2 separate regions of the Rattus norvegicus genome follow, and region 1 is linked to region 2. A link is a contact called in public Hi-C data. All regions are on one chromosome and are shown on one strand. The core of a region is the stretch at or near the end of the contact, and the rest is flanking DNA. Distances in the headings are between cores, read along the strand shown.

What was found. A called contact is a pair of places that touch in the nucleus more often than the background predicts.
Region 1: a contact with region 2 is called in a Hi-C map of mammary epithelial cells, with 1.7 times the contacts expected there. The contact joins the promoter of Angel1 here to the promoter of Vash1 in region 2. A contact is called at or near these places in 2 of 12 Hi-C or Micro-C datasets (liver and mammary epithelial cells) and 1 of 1 datasets of contacts at active chromatin or transcription factors (oligodendrocytes).

The regions. Positions count from the first base shown.
Region 1 is chr6:112,102,283-112,109,292 of GRCr8, forward strand. Angel1 (angel homolog 1) reads right to left here and starts at 3,375. Exons shown (of 10, transcript NM_001108717.1): 1 at 3,248-3,375; 2 at 1-398. The coding sequence starts at 3,311.
Region 2 is chr6:112,057,831-112,064,961 of GRCr8, forward strand. Vash1 (vasohibin 1) reads left to right here and starts at 2,256. Exons shown (of 7, transcript NM_001427235.1): 1 at 2,256-3,886. The coding sequence starts at 3,533.

The sequences.
Region 1 (7,010 bases), core at 2,125-4,624, 46 kb after region 2:
CTGGGGCCCTGTCTGTACGGGAACAGCTGCCCACAAAGGACCCTCATCCTCGGCCAGAGGTTCCTCCCCTAGCACCTCAGGGAAAGGCTGGTCCAGGTTGTCCGCTGCCCGAAGGTCACTCAGCTGCCTGCTGGACCACTTGTCCTCCGAGGCAGTGTCCTGTTCTCCAGAGTTATCCATCAGGAGGGCCAGGCTGCTCTCAGCCAGTCCCTTATCTGCAAGAGGACCCTCACTTGCAGTTGAGAGTGTCTGGTTCCACCCTTCTTCTCGCCACTGCTGAAGCAGGCCCTCACACTCCTCTTGGTCAGGCCCCCGAGGGGCCATGGCAAAGTTACCCTCTACCTGGGGGGACGAGCTCTTCGCCAGAAGGGCATTTTTTCGACATGTAAAGAAAGCATCTAGAAAGGAAGCCAAAATGTCAGGTTACAAGAAGATGGCAAAACTTTGTTCCACGGTATTCTCCAGCTGGGATAGAAGCCTCCTGTGAACCGTGATCATCTCCACCTTGCTCACCACTCTACTGTTACAGCCTTCCCCACTTAATACCTGGGGCCTCATCTTAGCAGTGCTTGTGTGTCCAACACTCTGGTAATTGCTTTCCAAGTGTTAACCAATTTGCAAGGCAAGGACCTGACAAATTTCAATGCCAGGATGAAAGAACACTAATCCCAGAGATAATCTACAGCACAGCTTGGGACATATAACCTCATCTCTTTTCCTGCCTTTTTAATTTATTTTATGTGTATGGGTGTTCTGTCTACCTGTATGTCTGTGTATCCTGTGTGTGCCTGGTACCTCCAGGGGTCAGGGAAGGCTGCTGGATGGCCTGGGCCTGCAGTTACAGAGTGTGGTATGCTACCCTGTGGGGGTTGGGAATCAATCACACCTGGATCCCCTAGAAAAACAGTCAGAGCTCTTAACTACTGAGTCATTTCTCCAGCCCTGAAAGCTTTTAACATCAATTCTCAGGTCCTGAAAATCATATTACATATTAGAAATAACACTTAGTTGTGAAGTAATACCGAGAATTATACACTTATAACAAAATTAACAAAACTGACTCTAAGCAATGTTCCTGCAGACCGACTTACTCTTGGGTTTAAGATGAGTACCAGAGAAGTTAAAACTAGATAAGCCATGAGAGTTTTCTAGGTCTATAAGCTCTATAAAAGCACCTAATAATAATGATGATGATGATGATGATGATGATGATGATGATGATGATGATGATGATGTGGGTGGCCTTAAAACCAACTTCCTTTTTAACAGAACCCCTAGGCTTCTTTCCAGAGCTGTTGATCCCACCTATAACATCCTCACAAACCTCACTGCTTTCTTGCTCCAGAACACACCAGAGGCTGCAAATTAAATGGTGCCAGCAACTGACAGTTATCAGACGGCTCTCATCTCTGCTGTAGCATCCACGAATGACAGCCAACAGGCCATAAAGCAGGCTCTAAAATTAGAGCTTTCAAAGTCCTGTTCTGATGACAGCAAATCAACCCCCTCCCCTGCACACATGCACACATGTGTGTCCAGAGCACTTATTTACTTCCCAGGACACGTGGCAATGCAACTATATTAATGGCAATTTGCAAACTATATTAATTTATGTCTCTGTAAATCAGTGGTAAATCTGGGCCGGCAAGACGGCTCAGCGAGGAAAGGTACTTGCCACAAAGGATGAAGGAACCGAACCCACGACGGTGACCTCTGACTTCCACACACCCCATGGCTAGTCCACCACCACACACACACATTTTGCCCACACAGAGAACAATAAATAAATCTTTTTAAAAATTAAGTCAGTATTTCTTTCAACTAGGTGAGGGAGGCAAATTTTTGCCCTGAGGGAATGGCAGTCTCTAGAACTGCTGAGGAACTCTATCAGGGTACCATCAAGCATCCAACAATGCACAGGACAGACTCACTCACTGGTCTGCTATGTCAAGAATGCTCCCAACCAACAGGTTGGGTTGCTGGGATTTAGTCAAGAACTTACTAATTATCTGATCCTTGAAACATGTAACACATGACAGAAGAGCTTTATGGTAGGCATGAAGCCCCTCACTTTCAAACTTAGCAAATAATACTGGTGGAGATGCTTTACTAAACAAATCTTTTACAAAATGCCAAATACATAAAATTAATATAACTGTCACTTCATAACATGTGGATTGGAGGGCTCCTCTAAAATCTCGAGGATTTATTAATTGGGAAACCTGTGAGCTAACAGTAAAACTGCCATTGTAGCCACTAGACAGCCACATAATTAACGGATAATTTAATTATAATAATGCTTAATATAATATACACAATGCTCGGTACTCTGAATACAGTGACTTCGGTAGGACTTCCCATTCCTGAGAAAGATGGACACCCAAGGCCTTCCTGAACACTCCGGGGACCCATGACTGCCAGCAAGTCCTGTGTTAGCGTAAGATACTGTAAACATATGGACAAGGCCCTTCTCTGTTGAAGCCGACAGTCTAGCGGCAACACTGTAAAAAAAAAAAAATCTAATGTTTGATATAAAAATACAGTACCCATCTCTGAGATAGTGCAGTTCCAGAAAGAAAAAGCACAGGATGCAGTTGGGAGTCCTATTTCTAAGAAAACCCTTCTTGATACTGCCCCTAAGTTACAGGGGAATTCTTTCGGACTTCAAAGAAAAACTGAGCGGAGGAAGGTTGTGCAGAAGTAACAACCACCCCCTCACTAAAGCATCAACCTATCACAGTTCTCTCTAAACACTTGCTCCAAAACTGAGGTTTTAAACGCTTCTAGCTTCTGAGCGTGTCTGTTTTTCAACTAGAGTCGGCTCAAAGAGGACAGCAGATGACTGGTCGCAGTAAAAAACCTGTGAGAAGTGAGCCCACCCGCCTAAAGGCACATCCCTCCCTAACTCTACCCGCCGAGAAGTCCGGTCCTCGCCTGTCCCGGGTTGCCACCGCTCCCGATCCCCGGGAGTGTCTCAGCCTGCCCCAGGACCACCGCCACAGCCAAGGAAGACGCCCCCTTCCCCAGCCCTGGGTCCACGTTAACCGTGGCCCGACGTCACCAGACCACAGCGTGAGGAGGGGCTGCCCACGAGAGTCGCCGGTCAGCCCAAGCCTCGTGGGGCCAGGACGGCCCGCGGACCACCTCACACTTGGCAGAGGACTGCGGTCATGCGGCCTGACGCTCCGCCCCAGGAGCCCAATAGGGGCAGACCCGGCTCCCGCCCATCAGGACGCAAGGCCGGTACCTGAGAGGAAGCGGAAGAGGCGCGCGGCCGGCAGCAGCAGGTAATATAGGCACGACGCGATCATGGCCGGCCGCCTGCCCGCGCCGCCGCCCCTCCACACTGCTGCACACCGGTCTCCTCTGTTCGGCTCCGCCCCGCGCCACCGAAGCCCCGCCCCACCACGCCGCCAAGGCTCCGCCCCCACGCCATCAAGTCTTGGTCTCGAGCGACCTAAGCTCCGCCTCCTCACCGCCCAGGCCCCGCCCCAGACCGTCGCTTCAACAACAACTTTATTGGAAACAAGGAGGAAAGGAGGGAGGGTTGCAAGGGGAGGGGCTGCGTTAGAAGGCACCGGCTTCCATAGCAACCGAACAGCCTAGCATGAAACCCATTACTCTCTATGCTAACTTTAAAAGTTCATTTAAGTAAATAAATAAATATGAATAATAAAAATATTAACGGGGACTTAGGAGTCTCTGAAGTATTAAGAGACCAGGGTTTTGGGGTTGGGGATTTAGCTCAGTGGTAGAGCGCTTGCCTAGGAAGTGCAAGGCCCTGGGTTCGGTCCCCAGCTCCGGAAAAAAAAAAAAAAAAAAGAGACCAGGGTTTTATTTTCAATTTTGCCACTAACTAGGAGGAGGTCTACCCCAGGAACACCATATGCCTTTTTTTAACGCTTGCTCATTTCTAATACAAAGGACTGGACTTTTTGCAAAGACTTCTGTTGACCATAACTTCTGTAGCTAGCCCTTCTGAGCCAAGAGTACTCTTCCTCATTCCCACACCTCTTCTGGCCTTTCCTTCCCCCCAGCTAGGAGATTCTAGGTCACAAATGGAGTCTTCCCTTGCTTCAAGCGCATACGATTTTTACTTCCTCCACCTGTTCCAAGTGGGCTATGGGGAAAGAGTGTGTCCCATTGGAAGCAAGGGAGAAAGGGAGGGAGGGAGAGAGGACTGCATAAAATCAGGGACCAAGATTGAATGGTGGGTGGTGTGTTTGTCATGAGGGAAAAATGGTGTGGCCCATTGGAAGGAAAGGAAGGACTTCTCAATACCAGGAACCAAGTCTGATTGGTGGTGTGTTTGCCCTGTATCTCTGTTGTAGCTAATACTAAATCAGTGTGGTAGTTTAGTAAAATGGTCCCCATCTGCCTCCAGCACTTTAATACTTGGTGCCTAGTTGGTGGCCTTTTGGGGAGGATTAGGCTGTGTGGCCTTGCTGGAGAAGTGTCACTGGGGACTGGCTTTGAGGTTTTGAAAGACTCACTATTTTCACTTAGTTCTCTTTGCTGCTTGCTGCTTGAGCTGTGAGCCTTCAGCTCTCAGCTTCTGTTCATCCACACACCCGCTGCCTGCTGCATCTACTCTGCCACCATGGACTCGTCTCTCTCGAACTGTAAGCTCCTAAAAGCCTTTCCTTGTATGAATCACATTGGTCATGGTGCTTTATCACAGCGATACAAAACTAAAACTGGGCAGGGCAAGCCACACCTTTAATCTTAGCACTCTGGAGACTGAGTGGATCTCTGTGGGTCCGAGGTGAGCCAGGGCTACATAGTGAGACCTTGTGGATAGATAAATGGATGGATGAATACATACATACATAGTATGCATAGATAGATAGATAGATAGATAGATAGATAGATAGATAGATAGATAGATGAATAGATAGTTGGATACATAGATACATAGATATATAAATACATACATACATAGCCCGTCACATAGAAGGGACTAATGATTGAATAAAGAATGTGTTGCTTAAATGAAGGCCAGTTCCTGCATCAAGTATGTGCTAATGAAAGACCTCTTTGAATTTCTCTTCCCCTCAGTCCTCTGCCCCAGCCATGATCTAAAGGAAGGAAGAAAAGGAAGGAAGAAAAGGAAGGAAGGAAGGGAAAGAAAGAAAGGAAGGAAGGAAGGAAGGAAGGAAGGAAGGAAGGAAGGAAGAAAGACTACACACTACACCCAGTTCCAATACCCAGTGTCTGAGCTGCGCCGTTTCCAATTTGTGACTGGAGCCTTGGCTGTTCAGGGAAGCCCTCTGGGGAGTCACCAGATCCTGGACCAGCTGGATACATCATAATACTGACGAACTAAAAGGAGGAAGAAGGAGAGAATCAGTGATTGGCTTCCCTGTGATTTCCCCCCTCATTATCTGCTTGCAGCTGCGTTCATCCTTTTATCTGAGACAAACTCCAGCAATCTAAAGGTTGGGAAGTCGTTTAGAAGTCAGCATACAACTGTTAATGCTATCTAAGGCACCCCAACATCAAGCTCACTCCTTCAACATGGCTTAAGTGAACTCTCCACTTTCTTTGAAGATCTATCTGAAAGTCCAAGTTCCAAAACAGACCTTAAATCAAGAACTGTGCACATCAATAGTCCTTCCATTTGCCCGAAAATGTCTTTAAAGTACAGACATCTATACCCTCCTCCCAGAGTTGTTCTTCACAAGTCTGACGCTCTTAAACATTCCTCAAGTTGGGGGGGAGGGAGTTGCTAGTGTTGAGGTGTGTGTGTGTGTGTGTGTGTGTGTGTGTGTGTGTGTGTGTGCATGTGTATGTGTTCCTCTGTGTAATCCTGGCTGTCCTGGAACTCACTCTGTAGATGAAGCTGACCTCAAACTCAGGGATCCTTTTGACTCTGCCTCCTAAGTGCTGGAAATAAAGATGTGTGCCACCATGCCCAGTTATCAAGTTATTTTGAGATAGGAAACTTCTGCAGAAGCCTCCCTTGGGCTGCTCAGGACACAGTTGTAGACACAGTGCGGACAAGCTTACTGATGGCCATGTTCTTCCACAAGTTTTCCCAGGAGCCAGCGAAGCCTGGTTTCCCTCTCTCTTTCCTGACTTATAATTAGATACATTATTTAGAAAATGAAGAATGATTGAGGAATCACACAAGCTTTGGAGTTCGACCACATGAGTTCAGAACCTAGCTCTACTGTTTCGTCCCCATGAAGCCTCATGGGTAATCTCTTAAGAGTCTTAGTTTCCACATTCACACTGAGCCAAAGTTGGCTCACAATGTTTTCCTTTTCTTTCTTTTCTTTTTCAAATAGGGTCTCATGTATCCCAGAATGGCCTTAAACTTGCTCCAAGAATGTATCCAAGGATGACTTTGAACTTCGGATCTGCCTGCCTCCACCTCCCAAGTGTTGGGAGTATAGCTTTGCACCATTACTCCCAGTGTGCATTGGTGGAGATCAAACTGGAATTGTGTGAATGACGAGCATCTGTTTATGGTTTTTAAACTTGGACAGAAGCCATCTATAGTTATGTTGGGTCTACGCTGAATTGCCAAGAGAGCCAGTTATACACACATACACACACACACACACACACACACACACACATATGTATAGCATGTTATGTACAATTTAATATATGTAATGTATAATATATAAGCACCCGGGAGGCAGAGGCAGGTGAATCCCTGAGTTCAAGGCCAGCCCGGTCTACAGAGTGAGTTCCAGGACAGCCAGGGCTATACATAGGAAAAACCACAACAAAACAAAGATAAAATACACAGCTATATAGATATCTCCTATATAATTTAAATAAAAATTTCACATCTGAGCTGACAAAAGCAGCTTTGTCTATGTGGTTGGTCAAGGTTATCCAAGAACTGCCAAGCACTCTAGGATATCGATGTTGCACTTTGTTCTCCTCAGAGATGGAAGGTTAGCCCTGTTGCTTATGACAGCCGTGTATGCAGGATCTGGACGACCTGAGCTGTGTCAGACCTGTATGTCTCATCTCTGAGGATTAGCCCTCATGAT
Region 2 (7,131 bases), core at 1,006-3,505:
CTCCCTAATGCTTACCCTTTGGAGGTCTGAGTGACTAGTCTGAGTCAAGTTAGTATGCATTCTGAATACCCCAAATCTATTTCATTTTAGGAAATCTGTGGCGATGATTATCTGACGCTGTCACAAACTGTTGCTCACACTTACCTGCTTTTAAAAAAGTCATGTATTATTTCTATCTTTGTAAAATTCAGACAGGGTCCATATGGTTGACCTGTCTCTGTTCCAGGCCTGAGACCTTGGGTCTAAGAGCCAGAGGCCAGGGGCTGAATCTTCTGTAGATTCAATTGTCTTGGTTGGCTGAGGGTCTACTGGGAGATCTCAGCCAGAACACCCTCACGTGACATCTTTCTTACTTGTGCTTTCTCACAGCATGGTGGCTGGTGTCCTCTGAATGAAGAAAGCACCTCATTTTTGTGACATGGCCTTTAAGGGTCTCAGAGCATCACCTCCTCTACTTCTGTTCATTAGAGACAAGACCTTAAGCTCAGCGCGAGTTCAGAGGAAGGGGAATCAGACTCAGATATTCACAAAAGGATGGCAGAGAACTTGCAACTATACTTTAAACTCGCCATGGGCATTGGGCAAACATGAAAGACAGGTGTCATTAGGTGGAAAGGAAGTACTGTAAGGGGACCTTCTCTACGTTCTGTGTCAGCTTGGAGAACGTACACCCTGGGATTCAGGCTTCCTTGTTTACACCACGAGACGGCGGCAGCTGCTGATCTCTGGTGGTCTTTGCAAGCCCAGACTCTTCTTACGTCGGTGAGTTTAGGATGAGCCAGGCCTAACTAACTTTTTTAGAGCCCTGGAACTCTGCCTTCTGGAAACATCCCTAGCACTGACCGTGCCTGGTTCCTGACACTGAAGGTGACAAAGGCTGTGACTGAGGCTCATAAGGAAGACCTGACACCATGAGGAACTTCAAAGAACCAGTGGGGAAGAGCTGGGGATTCTCTGGGGTCTTTTCTACTCTTGTTGTGGGTGTGTAGCTTTAATCCCAGCACTCCAGAGGCAGAGGCAGGAAAATCTCTGAGTTTAGGACCAACCTGGTCTACATATCAAGTTCCAGGCCAACTGGTGCTACGATACATAGTGAGATTTTATCTATAAGTAAATAAATAAATAGGAATGAGTAAGCCAGTAAGCAGCATTCCTCCATGGTTTCTGTCTTGAGTTCCTGCCCATGACCTCCCTCAGTGATGGAATGCAACCTAGAAGTATAGACCAAAATAAATCCTTTCCAACTCCAAGTTGCATTTGGTCAGTGTCTTATCACAGCAACAGAGATGAAATTAGGGTAGAGGGATACTTGTAGCAAATTCTACACACACACACACACACACACACACACACACACACACACACACAAAACCTCACCTCCCAGAGGTTGTGCCATGGCCAAAAAGCACCATCTGGGGACACATAGGTCTTTGAGAGACCTTCAGTATCTGAACTATGTATCTGTCCGGAACAAAAACACATCTCCCGGGGAACAGCTAGTCATACCAACTACTGGTAGAGGGAAAGAGAGTCTTAAATTTGTTTGGGAGTTACCCGCAGATCTGTGTTACTGGGAAAGGAGAGGGTATGTTGGTCTCCAGAGTCCACAAGCCACACACAAAATCAACTGTACTAATTCTGGGTGTACTAACACTCCCCAAAAGACTGCCCTCCTACCCTTAAGTTGCTGTCTTGGTCCCATGATTGAGAAGGCTCAAGTCTCCGACCAGATGTGCAGGGATTGGGACATCCAAAGCCAGAACTAGGGACCCACTCCCAGGATCCCAAGCAAACAACCAAGTGCAACAGAATGACTGCCAACCTCTACAAATCCTCCCTGAAGGAGCACTAGCCAGATGGCTGAGTTCATCCAGTGTGATCTCTCGGTTGACAGATGGGGAAACTGAGGCCTGCAAAGGGGAGGATTTACTGGAAGTCCCAAAGGAAGACAGGCATAAAGGCTATCTAGAACTCAGGTCTTGCTTCTATAGCTGAGGTGTCCTTTCAGGAAACTCCCAACTGACCACCACAATTCCTTCCGCTCTAGGAATCACCCAGGGGTTTGCACTGTGTGGCGGGTTGTAAACTTCCTCCGCAGCTCTGCAATTCTCAGCGCCCTGAGAGAAAGGTGAGAAGCGAAAGAACGTCCAAGGCATCCCTGCAATAACTTGTAGCTGGGGGGTCCAGGGGTGGTGGCAACAGGAGGACGACCCGATGGGAACACGCTGGCCCTTTAAGGGGGGGACGGAGCGCATGCGCGGCGCGAGCCGAAGTCAAGCCGGGTGGGCGGCGGGAGGGCTGGGGACCCGGCAGGCGGCCGCGGTGGCTTCTGCTTCGCCGAACCGGGACGCAGCGATCGGCCGATGGGCTGCACCTTCTCAGGCTGTTGCTCTCCCCGGGGATCCACGCACCCGCGCCCGCCTGGGCTTTGTCAGTCGATTCCAGCCGCCGCCACGGGCGGAGCCTGAGGACCTGCGCTCGCGCCCTGCACGCCCAGCCTCGCTCAGCTTGGCCGCCGGAGCCCTAGCGCAGCATCCTTTGCCCGCTCATGCTGCAGTTGGTGGCCAGCAGCGAAGCTGCGGCTGAAATCTGCCGCTCAGTGACCTCAGCCCGGTCCCCGAGCGTCGCCCGAGCCGCTCTCCACGATGGCTGAGCTTGGGGCTCCGCGCCCCGCTTTGGCTCGGCTGAGACCGTTCCGCGCCAGGTGCCCCCGGTACCCCCGCTGAGCCGCGCCAGGTCGGGGATCGCCAGGCCCGGGCGCCCCTAGCCCTCGCCTCCCCGCCGCGCCCTTCCCCTCCCGCCCTCTCCACTGCTGCTCCCCGGGGCTAGGGGCTAGGAGACCCAGACAAAGCCCCACTTTGTGAGTGAGACAGGCTTGGAATGTGCTCGGCGGCGCGCGCCCCCTCTCCGCCCCACCAGCTGCGAGTCTTAGCTCCCCGGAGGGTCGCGACAGAGAAGTCACACCGTGCATCGCCCTCTACCCTTGAATCCCTGGCCCCTGTGGTCCAGACTCGGAGCTCACGCGGGCTCCCTCGGCTCGCGCCAGTGTGAGTGAGCAAGAATTTGGTAGAGGAATTTGTTTTTTCCAAAACTGGGAGTGGGCACCGGTGTCTTGGCCCGCCTTTTTGGTATAGCTGCAGGTCTTAAGCTGTCTGGCCTCAGTCTCCCCACCTCGACCCCCACTTTTCTCCTCTCGGCCATCCTAGATCGCTGTGGGTCATTGTTCTCGCTGCCAAACGGGGGTGATTTGTACAGGCTGCCAAGTTGGGGTGTGTTCTCTTTATCCTGTTTTCCAAACAGAACAAGGCCGACCCTGGGCAACCCACCTGGCCATCACTCCAGGTTGATGCTCTGATTCTTACCAAATGGTATTTTATTGTACAGGAGCCACGCCCTGGTTTCTTAAAGGGGCCAGGCACTGTTTGACCATGTGTTATTTTTATAGCGGGTGTGTGGGAGGCCTCTTGTGAGGCACTTATCCGCCCCCCTTCCGCCTCCTGATCATCCTCCCACCCCCGTTGAGGATTTAGGGATGCCAGGGGGAAAGAAGGTGGTCCCAAGTGGCAGCAGCGGTGCCTCCCTGAACGCAGCCACAGCCGCCACCACCGCTGCTGCTGCCGCCGCCACTGCTGCTGCTGCTGCCGCTGCCCACTCTGGCATTACATGTTTGGAGACCACCGAAGGGGCCTCTGCACAGAGAGACGAGGAGCCCGAAGAGGAAGGGGACGAGGACCTACGAGATGGAGGTGTCCCTTTTTTCATCAACCGAGGTGGACTGCCAGTGGACGAGGCCACCTGGGAAAGGATGTGGAAGCATGTGGCCAAGATCCACCCAGATGGAGAGAAGGTGGCCCTGCGGATCCGTGGGGCTACCGACCTGCCCAAGGTAAGACATGGAGGGGCCAGGCACAAAGATGAGTTTTATTTACATTGGAGCTAAGAAAGTAACTGATGGTTGAAGTAGAGGGACCATTATTGAGGTAAGATTTTATAGGGACAGGTAGGTAGGTGCCACCTGTTTAGAACTTTCTTCCCAGTGCTTTTAGAGTCATGTGGTGGGGGAGGCTCAATCCCCTTTCTCCAAGAGGCTCTCCCCCCTGACTTTCTGAGCAGGACCACAGATGAACCCAAGAACTGATGTGGCTTGGCATCTCTTTGGCTCGGAACACTTAGAAGCCAGAAAACTCTGAGGCTAATGGTGACTGTCTGGGAAAGTGCAGGGCTTTGTAGGATGAGAAAACATTTTCCTGTGTTATCTACTGAGTTTGGCAAACAGCATTCCAAAGGAAGTGCAGTCCGGGTTCCCCACTTAAGATGTGAAACCCAAAAGTACGTGGGAAATGGAGTTGGGATTCCCACACCAAATCTTGGGGTGCCATCTGCTTGGCCCTGGTGGGCACCAGATTCAGTGGTGTTAGCAGTGACCCTGTGGGGAAGAGATGTTATTCTCCTGCATCGACTAGAATTCATCCACCACAGCAGTGCCTCCATAGGGCCGCTGAGCAAGGAGAGCCTCTGTCTCAGTCACCTTTGTCTTCTCCAGGTCTCCTGTGTGCCTGGCACAGGGTGGACACTTGGTGCGTTTGCTAAATGAAAGGACATTTGGGATGTGCTGTGCTGGGCAGTACTATACTAAAAATGTACAGGCACACGATAGCGTGTGTGTGCGTGTGTGTTTAATGTTCATGGTTCAGTCCAAAGAAGCGCTGCTCCAAGTACCAAGACCACTGGTCAGAAGTCAGAGCCTAAGGCTTAGTCCTGAAGGAAGAGAGGGAGAATAGTCACTGAGAAACAGAAACCAGGCCTGTTTTTCTTTTGCTGGTTTATTGCTAGACCCATGAGGGGAAAAAATGTTTTGGGGAAGAGATAATCTGAGGTCGAAGGTTGAGCTGCTGCCTAATGTTTCCCAGGGGGAATGAGCTAGGCAGATTCTGAACAGCTACATCATCATCTCCTCATTCATTCAGCTAATCTGAAACTGGACATTGTTTCTGCTGTCTTAGCCTTACAATAAACACTGTGCAGAACATTCTAAAACACAAATCCGGGGATCCAGCTTTGATTTTTAAATATTTGAATAAGAAAGTGTGACATTGTGGTTATGGGGTATTGTTTTGGATCACCTACCTTCCCTGGGTGAGCTCAAGGCAGTGCCCCTCAACCCGCCCCCACCCCCAGCCTGCTGGAGTCACAGCTTTCCTGTCTGTAAAATGGGTTGGTAGTGGAGAAGGTGAGGTGAGAAACTATGTGCTAATCATCTGACTGTTGGGAGGAGAGAGATGAAGTGCCATTCAGAGCATCTGACTGTTGAGGCCAGAGTCACACACATGCTCCACAGTGTGTGGCCCTCTTGGTTCTGTCTGAATTGGACCATGGGAGGGTGGCAGGATGGTCAGTGCTTTGGAGGACTCAGGCCATCAGTGTCTTCGGTAGAGATCAGTCACTAATGTTATCCTCAGGCTTCGTGCTCAGAAAGGACATGTTTGAATGAATGAAGCTGTTCATTGGGGAGGAGAGTATGAAGACAGGAGAGTAGGGAGTTGGAGTTTTATGAGAGGCTTCAGAAATTCTGAAACCTCGTCTTGAGCCTTTAGGAAAGCGTCTCGGGCGGAGGAAGTGGGGACGCGTGACGCTCAGCTGTTACTTTGGCTCAGGGAACCATTAGGGTGCAGGGGATGTGGAGGAGCCCCAGACGCTATGGAGAAGAGCAGCAGTATTGGGTGTCATACTGTGAGCTGCAGAAAGTCCTGACCCCGACCTGTCCCATGTGACCTGCTGCAGAGGTCACACTGTCCCGTGATGGGCCCTGGAAGGGTTTCTTAGAATACACAAGGCCTTAACAGACTGCTTGAGCTAAATGGTAACTTTAGGAGATTTCTCACACCGTGATCCATCCATACTCAGGCATCTTTACAGGAGAGGAAGAGAAATGGGAACACCACATCTATGACAGCTGCCGGGAGGGGCTGGGGTTCGTTTCCCCCTCCCCCGTTTTGCTACAGCTTCCCGTGACTCGACCCACCTTCCTTCCATGAGTTTTGCTGGCTAAGTCTCTGCAGGAAGCTGGATCCACAGCAGCCGGGCAGTGCAGTAAAAGCCATGCCCTGGAGGGGAAGCCTCTCTCACCCTTGCTATCTCGTAACTACTTATAAGAGGAGGCTGTGTCCTCGCCCCTCAGCATGCCCAGCTGTCAGTGGATCCGTGGCAATGCCCATTTCATGAGGATACTGAGGTGAACTGATGGCAGAAAGCGTGCAACACCTCACTGGGTGAGCATCTACTAGGTCCCCAGTGGCGCACAGCGTGGGCATGAGCCACAGGTGCTTGCAGCCTCTGCAAGAGCGATGTCAAGCATAGCAGTTGCTACAGGGACCCAGAAGCCAGCAGCAGGCTGTGCTTCCACATAAGGAGCCGTGTCCTAGCCGCTGTCCCCTTCAAATGCCCAGCAACCATTTACCCAGCCCGGCTGCTGTAGGCCTAACTGTAGCTTTGGCCACCGAGTACCTGCAGATGGGAATCCAGGCATCTGTAGAGGGCCAGATAGCCCAGGGCAGTGTGTGCTGAACAGTCTTTGGCACGTGTCTGTAGCCAGGTGTTTGACGGTGTCCTGAAGCGTCGCTTGCAACAGCTCAATGATGCCCGCCAAGGTGGGTTCCATTACTACCCTTTTGTGACTGAGGTGCATTCCCCTGTGAGACTTCGGAGGCACCATTGTCCAGGAGCTCCCCTGAAATCAGGAGCTGGATTCCACAGCATGGCCAGTTCTGTCTGCTCTGTTCCTCATTAAATCTTCCTGTGGGGTTGCCCTAGAATCCCGGACTGTCCAGTTCTTGGACCTGGCTTTGCCCTGGTAAGGTAGCTTCCAAGGCCACGCATGGGATCCTAGGTCATTTCTGACTCTTCCTTCACGGTGGCCTTCTTGCCAGGCCCTTTGTGTGGCAAGTACCCATGATGCTTTTGTGGGTACCCCCCGCCCCCATTCCTGGCTTGAGTCTGTTCCCAAATCTCTGAGCTTTGGCAAGTGGTTCTGCTATGGCTCCTTCCCTGTCCAGAATGGCTCATGAGTCGGTGGGTTTGGTTACCCAGCTCCAGTTGCTGAGATCTACTTATCAAGAGGGGGTGACTCTGTCA